Linked DNA regions of Mus musculus: regions 2 and 3 are each linked to region 1. A link is a contact called in public HiChIP or PLAC-seq and promoter capture Hi-C data. All regions are on one chromosome and are shown on one strand. Each heading gives the region's core, a stretch centred on a gene start, on an enhancer-like site or on the middle of the called end of the contact. The rest is flanking DNA. Distances are from core to core; before and after follow the strand shown. Region 1 holds the start of Dlk2 (delta like non-canonical Notch ligand 2). Region 2 overlaps Cul9 (cullin 9). Region 3 holds the start of Cul9 (cullin 9).

Region 1 (2,703 bases), core at 153-2,652:
TACTGTGGCTCTCAGTCCCTAAACTCTCAAGCTTCAGATGACTCTATGGCATCTTGAGGGACAGAAGCCCTTGAGAGAATAAAGAGTTGGTTATTCAAGCTCTTAAAGTAAGAAGCAAAAAGAGATACGGGGAGAGGAGAGGAGGGGAGGGGAGGGGACTGGTCATCCTGTTATGTATAAACAAACAAACACACACACACACACACACAATAGGGTCTTAAGCGCCTAGATACTGTTGCGGGTTTTTGACATGCTCTCGGTGTAAAGGACCAAAAAGTGGGGAGGAAAGGATTTGAGGCACGTGTGCCGCTTAAGTACCTGCAGGAGCCGTCAGGAGCGCAGCAGCCGTGGGCCAGGTCACAGTGGGAGCTGCAGTCATCCGCTGAAAGAGATTGGTGTAGTGGGTGTGAGTCTGGGTCCGAGTCTGACTTCCCAGGCGCGGGACTTGGCAGAGGTTTCAGTAGTCAGATGGACTCATGGGCACGGACGAGCGTCCCATTCCAAAGAGAGCACTTATAGATCTCTCCCTATGGAACGGAGCGGTTGCAGTGCCGTCTCTAGCCAGCAGAGGTCAACGTGCCAGCGAGGACGGCTGAGGAGAGCCGGGACCCAATCCCTGGGGCAGGCTCACCTCTGGCAGGCTGGCTGGTTGCCCCCAGGATGCACAGCAGGCACACGAGATTTAGGCAGCGGCAGCCGCTGGGCATGGTCAGTTCCGGCCTCAGGAGGGACGGACGGATGAACGGCCAGACGTGTAGACACCTGTGGGATGGCACGGGCTGGGAAGCGGCTTGACGCGGAGATAGCGGCACTGATACTGGTTCCAAGTGACAGGAGCAGGAGAAGGAGAGGGACTCCCCGGGTGGGGAGTGGAAGGGCGGGCGAGAGAAAGGGTTGAGCAGGCGAAGGGACTGGAGGCAGGAACCCACTAGCCAGGTCTGCGGGAAAGAGGCCAAAGGATGGGCAGCAGCGAGCGTGGCCACCGCGCGGGAACAGCCAGAGCTGCGATCGCGATCCAGGTGGAGGGGTCAATAGAGATGGGGACAAGCGCGGAAAGGCGAGCGCGACGGGACGTGGGGGCTGGGGCGTGGGGAGGAGCGGCTCCCAGTTCCTAGATGCAAGAGATCTCCTCCCGGGTCCTCCGACATCCACCCACCTAGGCCTGGCTCTCACAGCCCCCCAACCCCGCTCGCTCCGCCTCGCTTCGGCCTGAGGTCCCCACCGAGGGACCGCGTCCTCCTAGCTTCTCACCTCCGGCTGGGAGGCGACGCGTCCCCGGGGCGCAGAGTCAAACCGGATCCGACGGACTGGGCCGGGGGGCGGGAGGGGGGCCGCCCCTAGCTGGCCGCGGGGCTCGGCACCGAAGTAGCTGCCATGCCAGCCGAGCACTCGGGAATCTGGGGCTGCAGGCGACCCCGAGCGGCGGCAGCGGCTCCTCGCGCGCGCTCGGCCCCCTGCCAGGGGCGGCGTGTGCCGGCGGAGCCCGCCTCTCCCCTCCCGCCGCCGCGGCCCGCCCCGCACCGACTGCGCCCCGCGCCCACCCCCGCTGCGCACGGCCACACCTCGCGCTGCCACTCGGCCCTGGCACCCCCCAGCGCTCTTCGCCCCTCCCTTCGCGGCCCCCAGCCCCCTTGCTTCGCTTTCTTCCTCCGAAATTAGAAAATCAAAGGAGCTGAACTGGGCATACACCGTAAAGCGCGGGCCGAAGGTGCGCGCCCTGCTGTCTTCCCATTTTCTTGCCCACCCCACCTCAACCGCTCGCCCCACTCTGCCCCTCACCCACGCCCGACTCTGCACGCCCCTGTCTACCGCGCATCGTGATTTTCATTAGCCTTTCCCGGCTCTCCTGTTTTAGCCCGAGCACACTGAAGCCATGCTTGCTGCCACCTTCCTCCTGTCACCAGCCCACGCCTCCCCGGCTTGCAGAGCCTTCGTCACTGGCTTCGTAGGTCAGCGCCTGCTCTCTGTGGGCTTCTTTCTTTCTTCGCTACCTCTTTCAGGATGGACCATATCTACATAAATACCATCCCAGCGTACCCGCTGTTCTTTCCTCCCATCTGCTCCCAGTTTTCACAGCCCGTTCCTTTCCAAGCCCACCTTTGGGTAGCCTGCCTAGATCATACACTGCCTATTGGTGTTGCCCCACAAGTTCCTGCCACTGAACATCCCCACATCCGTTCACAGCTCCACATCTCGGAATGAGAGTTTTGTATTGAGAGAGGGTGGGGAGAATTGCCCTTGTAGGTCTCTTTACCCCTCAGAGCCAATGAGTCAAAAAAACCCAAAGAAGATAAAGACCCCAATATGTGTATTTGTTGGTGTTTGGTGTTTGGTTGGGTAACTGTGCAGAGGGGAAGGCTGCCCACAGTCTCTAGGTCTTCCTATGGAACTTCCTATCTTTAAGTTGGAAGGTGACTTCCTTAACTGCACAGACTGGCTTCTTGCTGCAGAGACTCGAGGGACAGGGCAGTGCCCACCGCCTACACCTGACAACACCCACGCCCAATCTCAGCTCAATAGCTGACTTCCTCTTGCCCCCCCCAGGGGGGGCACTCTCTGGGTTTGAGTCACCGAGTGGGCTTCTAGCGTTCATTTCTTTTGTTCTAAGTTGGGTTGTTGTTTTCTTTTAGCAAAAATTGCAAACCCAGAGCATCAACAATTCGTGTAGAAAATGTAAGGCTGGTATGCTAGCACAACATGACT
Region 2 (2,700 bases), core at 21-2,520, 220 kb before region 1:
CCATGTACTTTTTATTTCCAGACTGAACAGAGTTTTGCGCCATGAACAGAATTTTGCCGATCGCTTTCTCCCTGATGACGAGGCCGCCCAAGCACTGGGCAAGACCTGCTGGGAGGCGCTGGTCAGCCCCCTGGTGCAGAACATCACGTCTCCCGGTAACCACCCACACCCGGCCCACACCCATCTCCTCACAATCCTCAGGGGTCACCTGTGTTGATGTTCTTGGTTCTCTTGGCTCCTGGATTTGTCCCCTCATTGGCCTGTTCACTCTTCGATGTTCCTCTCTCCTTCCCACCCCAGGACACCCCGGACACTGGTATTTGAATCTCCCCCTCCGCACCAGCCCTGCCCTGTCGCCATGTCCCTGGGCTCTGGCTGAAGCCAGCTGTGGGCTCTGCCTCCCTCAAATCTTTTCTGTCTAACTGAACCTGCGCCTTGCTCCTCGGTCAGCCCACTTCACAGACACCCATTCCTGACCTGTCTTTTTCAGATGCAGGAGGTGTGAGCTCCCTGGGGTGGCTGCTGGACCAGTACCTGGAACACAGGGAGAGTACGCGGAGCCGCCAGGGTCCTGCAGCTTCCTTTGCTTCCCAAGTTCGGCGCCTGTGCCACTTGCTGGTACATGTGGAAGCCCCTCCTGGGCCTTCTCCTGAGCCATCCTCGCAGCCCCGTGAGTCCAGTGCCCCTGTTGGGCTGAGAGTCTGTGCTGTGGGGCTATGAGGCTCCTTCCTCCTCTGCCTCTCTAGGAACTCCGGAACTCTGTGACCTTTCCAGGAGATAAACACTGAAGACCCAGGGCCCACTCAGAGGCCAGAGTGACACAGCTCCTCTGCCCTCTTGTTTCCACAGTCAGCAAGAACAGTAAGGGTCAGGATGGAAGCCCCACACCGGCACCTACTCCGGTCTGTCCCAGCACCAGCCTTCGGAACCTCACCCAGTGCTGGCTGAGTGTGGTGCAGGGACAGGTAGGCAGATGCAAGCCCTGGCAGGCAGGCAGAACGGAACACAAGCAGGCATTCCCTTGTGTCACTTCTTACTCTATCACTTCAGGTCAGCAGATTCCTGGCCGCAGCCTGGAGGGCCTCAGACTTTGTGCCCCGTTACTGTAGTCTCTATCAACGCTTGCAAAGCGCGGGCTCAGAGCTGTTCGGGCCGCGGGCAGCCTTCACTCTGGCTCTGCGCAGTGGCTTCTCCGGAGCTCTGCTGCAGCAGTCCTTCCTCACGGCTGCTCACGTGAGTCCTGCCAAGCTCCAGGCCCCAGCTGTTGCCCTGTACCATCTCCTCCCCTTCCGTTTCCCCTCCTTCCCTTCCCCTCTCTAACCCTCTTACGCTGCTTGTCTGAATCCCATTCCGTTGTCCCCAGATAAGCGAACAGTTTGCTAGGCACATTGACCAACAAATCCACGGTGGTTTGCTTGGCGGAGCGGCTGGAGTGGGGATGCTGGGGCGGCTCCAGCGGCACCTAGAGCCCATCATGGTCCTTTCTGGCCTAGAGCTGGCCACGACGTTTGAGCACTTCTATCAGTGAGTTGCATTCTGGAGAGGTCGGGGACAGGAGGCTTAGAGGCCAGAGAAGGGGACGGATGGAGGGTTAAGGGGAGATGAGGCAGGAGGCCTGGGGAAGTTAAGCCATGGTGGGAGCCAGGTGCTGGTAGGGATGTAACTAATGTGAGCTGCAACACAGACTCACCTTTAGGAGGAGAAGGCTGGGCCTGGGCCATGCTGACGCCCACACTGAGACCTGGGCTGGCTGTGTGCGCTGCAGGCATTACATGGCTGACCGTCTCCTGAGCTTGGGCTCGAGCTGGCTGGAGGGGGCTGTGCTGGAGCAGATCGGTCCCTGCTTCCCCAACCGCCTCCCGCAGCTGATGCTGCAAAGCCTGCACACCTCAGAGGAGCTGCAGCATCGCTTCCACCTCTTCCAGCTGCAGCAGCTCGACAGGCAGCTCTTGGAGCAGGGAGACCAGGAGGAATGGAGGCCAGAGAAAGTGGAGGTGAGGGTCAGGGAGGAGAGAGCGGCAGGCAGAGAGCACAGACCCACTAAGAAAGCTCATGGGTTCCTCTCACTCCCCAGGAAGATGATGAGGGACAGGAGACTGGAAGAGAACTCTTTACAGACCCAGGACCAGCCATTTCCGTCCTGGTCCTGTCACCGCGCTGCTGGCCGGTCTCCCCACTGTGCTATCTGCACCACCCCAGAAAGCACCTACAGGCGGAGCTCTGCGATGCCCTGGAGCGCTTCTCCAGCTTCTACAGCCACAGTGAGGAGCTGGGGACAGGAAGCTGGAGCTTGAGATGTGTCCCGGGTGGCAGCAGAGGAAAAGGAGAGGCCACCAGGCAGGAGTGTGCACATAGGACCAGAGTCGTGCTAGGTTGGGCAGTGTCTTGTGGGAGGGTGCAGAAGAGTGAGAATAGTCACGTGGATGCTTGCTCTCTTCTTCAGCATCCTGGGTACCAGTTCTGTTTGCGTTTTCTGTCTTCACATTGTCTGCCCACTTCGTTTCCAGTCATGGAGACATCTTTCCAAATAAAAATATTGAAGGCTATTCATCCCCATCATTTTAGCCACATCCTATGGCTTTGGGTTTGTTTGGGTTTTTTGTTTTGTTTTGATTTTGTTTTTGTTTTCTACATTTGTATTAGTATATAAGTAGTATTCAGTAGAAGGCTCAATGAGTTTATATACCTCTATGCAGCCAT
Region 3 (2,723 bases), core at 13-2,512, 250 kb before region 1:
TAGCATAGGGGAGGGTGTTTTACCCTGTGTCAGAGCCAGCCTAAACCACCTGTATCCATTAAAGGAGCTTTTTCCGGGAGGGCAGTTGGGGTAGGGTGTCACTAAACCCTTGTTGCTGCCTTCAGTAGGAACAAGCCTACTTCTGCGGTTAGGTGGAGGGGTTGGGAAGGTTTTATGCACAGCCTACGTTTCATGGGGATGATCTGCTGACGTTTAAGAGCCCCCTGAACCTCTAATCCCCATTACTGTCTTCCCCAGCTGGGATGCCACCTTTCTGGCCTTTCTCCTGGAAATAGCTGGGGCGTTTGGGTGGCTTTCAAGACTGGGGCATGGTAAACCAGGGGTCAGAGTTGGGGAGCTTGGGACTCAGGTCTGTAACTGCCCAGCCCCCTTCTCTGCTCCTGTTTCACTCCTCTGCCGCCCACTCATGGCCCCTCCCCCAACACCGGAGGTGTTGATTCCTCCTCACAAAAGATAGAGCCTGGGCAAGTGATTCAGGCCAAGTGCTTACCAACGTGTGCTGTGTGATTGTGGCCTTGGGAGAACCTGTTTGTCAGGCAGGACTGAGGTGGCATTTCTATGTGCAGCAACCCTTGGTGTATCCCTAATTAAGTGGCTCTAGGGGTGTGTGCGCGCGCCTGTGTCCGAGTGAATACGTGTGTGAATGTGGAGTGCGTGTGGTATATCCGTGGTTTCTACTTCTCCTGGGATGTTGACCCAGGAATAGTGGACATGGTCACATCTTCTGTACAGAGCTTTCTTTTGTATTAAAAAAATACTCTTTCAATAAATGTATCATTTTTGTGCACAGACTGGGGTCTTTGGCTGTGTCTTTGGGATCTTTTTAGCATCGGGAGGGAGGAGGGAGCACAATCCCTTAAAGTCTGTCCCAAGCTGCGGTGTGCTTTGGACTGTTCAATCCTACATGATTGAAGAGATCTGGGCGAGGACTTAATGCATGGTTTTGCCAGCAGCTCAGGGAAGGTCAGGGGTTTTACTTAAAAGTCAAAGTGACCCAATGATCTAAAATACCGCAGGGTTTGGGCAGCGCTGGGAAACAACAACAACACACACACACAAGTCCGGTGATGGGAGTATGGGTTAACTAATGCGGAGATGATTGCTGTGGTGGGTGGGAGAGGAAGATGGACCCGGTGGAGCGCAGGATGCTTCACACCGGACTACCTGGGAAGGACACTGGTTGCTGACTCCCTCGGCTAATACGCATGCTCCACTCACGCGCCGCTTTGCCACGCTCGCAGTGGGCCACCGTAGGACCCGTAGTCGCCCGGGTCGTGCGTGCGCCCGGCGTGTGACCCGGAAAAGAGCTGTGGAGGAGGCGGGCCCAGTTGCGGGACCCGCTGCTGGGTGACAGCGAGGGTCCAGCCGGGAGGGCGGTGAGAGGTGAGAAGAAAGCTCTGCACCGAGCCATCCCTTCTTTTCCCAACCCCCTCCAAGTCCCTCATCCCTTCCTCCCGGACTAGAGGGAGAAGTCGGGGAAGCAGGTCCTGTCAGCTCGCGACCGCGCCCCGCCATGCTCACCCCGCGCCGCCCCGCTCCCCCAGGCCATTATTCCCCGCTTGGTGTTGAGCGGGCTCCTCCGCCACCTCTCTGGAGTCTAGCTTGGACGCGATCGTGCTGCTTTCTGTTCTCAGTCCCGGCAGTCAGGCGTCACCTTCACACCCCTATTTAGAGCTTCTGGTTTAGGCCCTCCCTATGCCATCCCCGCCCCCCAGGCCTAGAAGATGGTTTGGCTTGGCCCCATGTTTGTCAACAGCTATAAGAGCATCAATGGTTATCGCCTAGCCTTCCTTCCATGCTAAGTGAATCCCATCCACACAGAAGTTCACATCTTATATGACTCCTCCTTTCTTCTGCTTGCCTCCTGTCCGTGCACCCTGACATGACTCCTGCCTGGATAACTGGTTCTTTTATCCAGGTACACCTTCTATTTTACTCTCTCCATTGCACTGTTTCAAATCACACATACCTTTCCCTAGTCGTTTTATTTTCATTAATATTCTGCTTTAACAACCTTTCTTATCTGATGCCTGCAACCTACTGTCCCCATCTAAGAATAGATTATGCTGTAATACATTTTTTTTACTGAGCAGTTCTGTGCTAACGAATGTTCAGTTTGGTTTCTGTTTTAAAGATTCATTTATTTTATTTATATGAGTAACTGTCTTAAGACACACCAGAAGAAGGCATCGGATCCCATTACAGATGGTTGTGAGCCGCCATGTGGTTGTTGGCAATTGAACTCAGGACCTCTGGAAGAGCAGACAGTGCTCTTAACCACTGAACCATCTCTCCAGCCCTTAAAGACAATCTTACTGTGTAGTTTGGGCTTAGCCAGGAACTTTCTGTGTGTAGCCAAGCCTAACCTCGGAATTTGTGATTCTTTTGCCTCAGTCTCCTGAATATCAAGATTATAGGCACACCAGGCTTAAATTCATAGCCTTTTAGAAAGGAGATTTATGGACCTGGGGATGTAGCTCAGTTGGTGGAGTGTTTGCCTAGCACCCAGGAAGCCCTGGGTTCAATCCCCAGCACCCATATAATGCTGAAAACCATGTCTAACTCGACTTCCAGGGGATCTGATGCCTTCCCTGGCCTCCAAGGGCACCAGGCAAGTGCTGCACAGACAAATACACAAACAAAATTCATACACACAGATTTATTTATTTTATTTGCTTTTTTCGAGACAGGGTTGCTCTGTG

What was found. Promoter capture Hi-C pulls out the DNA fragments that hold promoters and counts their contacts. HiChIP or PLAC-seq counts read pairs in DNA pulled down with a chosen protein or histone mark.
Region 2: an H3K4me3 HiChIP or PLAC-seq map of bone marrow-derived macrophages shows a contact between it and region 1, with 2.4 times the contacts expected there. The contact joins the enhancer-like site here to the promoter of Dlk2 in region 1. A contact is called at or near these places in 10 of 39 promoter capture datasets (the 3T3-L1 cell line, 3T3-L1-derived adipocytes, the C10 cell line and 8 more), 1 of 484 Hi-C or Micro-C datasets (embryonic stem cells), 9 of 115 datasets of contacts at active chromatin or transcription factors (astrocytes, bone marrow-derived macrophages, embryonic stem cells and 2 more) and 3 of 9 other capture datasets (embryonic stem cells, liver and pancreatic islet).
Region 3: a promoter capture Hi-C map of liver shows a contact between it and region 1, with 4 times the contacts expected there. The contact joins the promoter of Cul9 here to the promoter of Dlk2 in region 1. A contact is called at or near these places in 8 of 39 promoter capture datasets (the 3T3-L1 cell line, the HPC-7 cell line, HPC-7-derived erythroid cells and 5 more), 2 of 484 Hi-C or Micro-C datasets (Th1 cells and reprogramming fibroblasts), 7 of 115 datasets of contacts at active chromatin or transcription factors (the SCID.adh cell line, embryonic stem cells, large pre-B cells and 2 more) and 2 of 9 other capture datasets (adipose tissue and pancreatic islet).

Annotation. Positions count from the first base shown.
Region 1 is chr17:46,296,627-46,299,329 of GRCm38.p6, reverse strand. Dlk2 (delta like non-canonical Notch ligand 2) reads right to left here and starts at 1,402. Exons shown (of 6, transcript NM_001286013.1): 1 at 1,252-1,402; 2 at 632-762; 3 at 319-382. The coding sequence starts at 707. It overlaps Gm41588 (a long non-coding RNA gene), which reads right to left and starts at 312. Exons shown (of 2, transcript XR_876844.1): 1 at 1-312.
Region 2 is chr17:46,519,306-46,522,005 of GRCm38.p6, reverse strand. It overlaps Cul9 (cullin 9), which reads left to right. Exons shown (of 41, transcript NM_001081335.2): 20 at 22-155; 21 at 491-670; 22 at 850-965; 23 at 1,051-1,233; 24 at 1,364-1,524; 25 at 1,766-1,994; 26 at 2,075-2,261. Among named protein-coding and RNA genes, the nearest start is that of Dnph1, 24 kb to the right of the region's middle. Within about 2 kb of position 1,270, at least 34 of the 459 cell types and tissues checked have an H3K27ac peak or open chromatin away from gene starts, as enhancers often do. A contact at or near this core is called in bone marrow-derived macrophages and stem cell-derived epiblast-like cells, where this site is marked.
Region 3 is chr17:46,544,927-46,547,649 of GRCm38.p6, reverse strand. Cul9 (cullin 9) reads left to right here and starts at 1,262. Exons shown (of 41, transcript NM_001081335.2): 1 at 1,262-1,404. Srf (serum response factor) reads left to right here. Exons shown (of 7, transcript NM_020493.2): 7 at 1-811.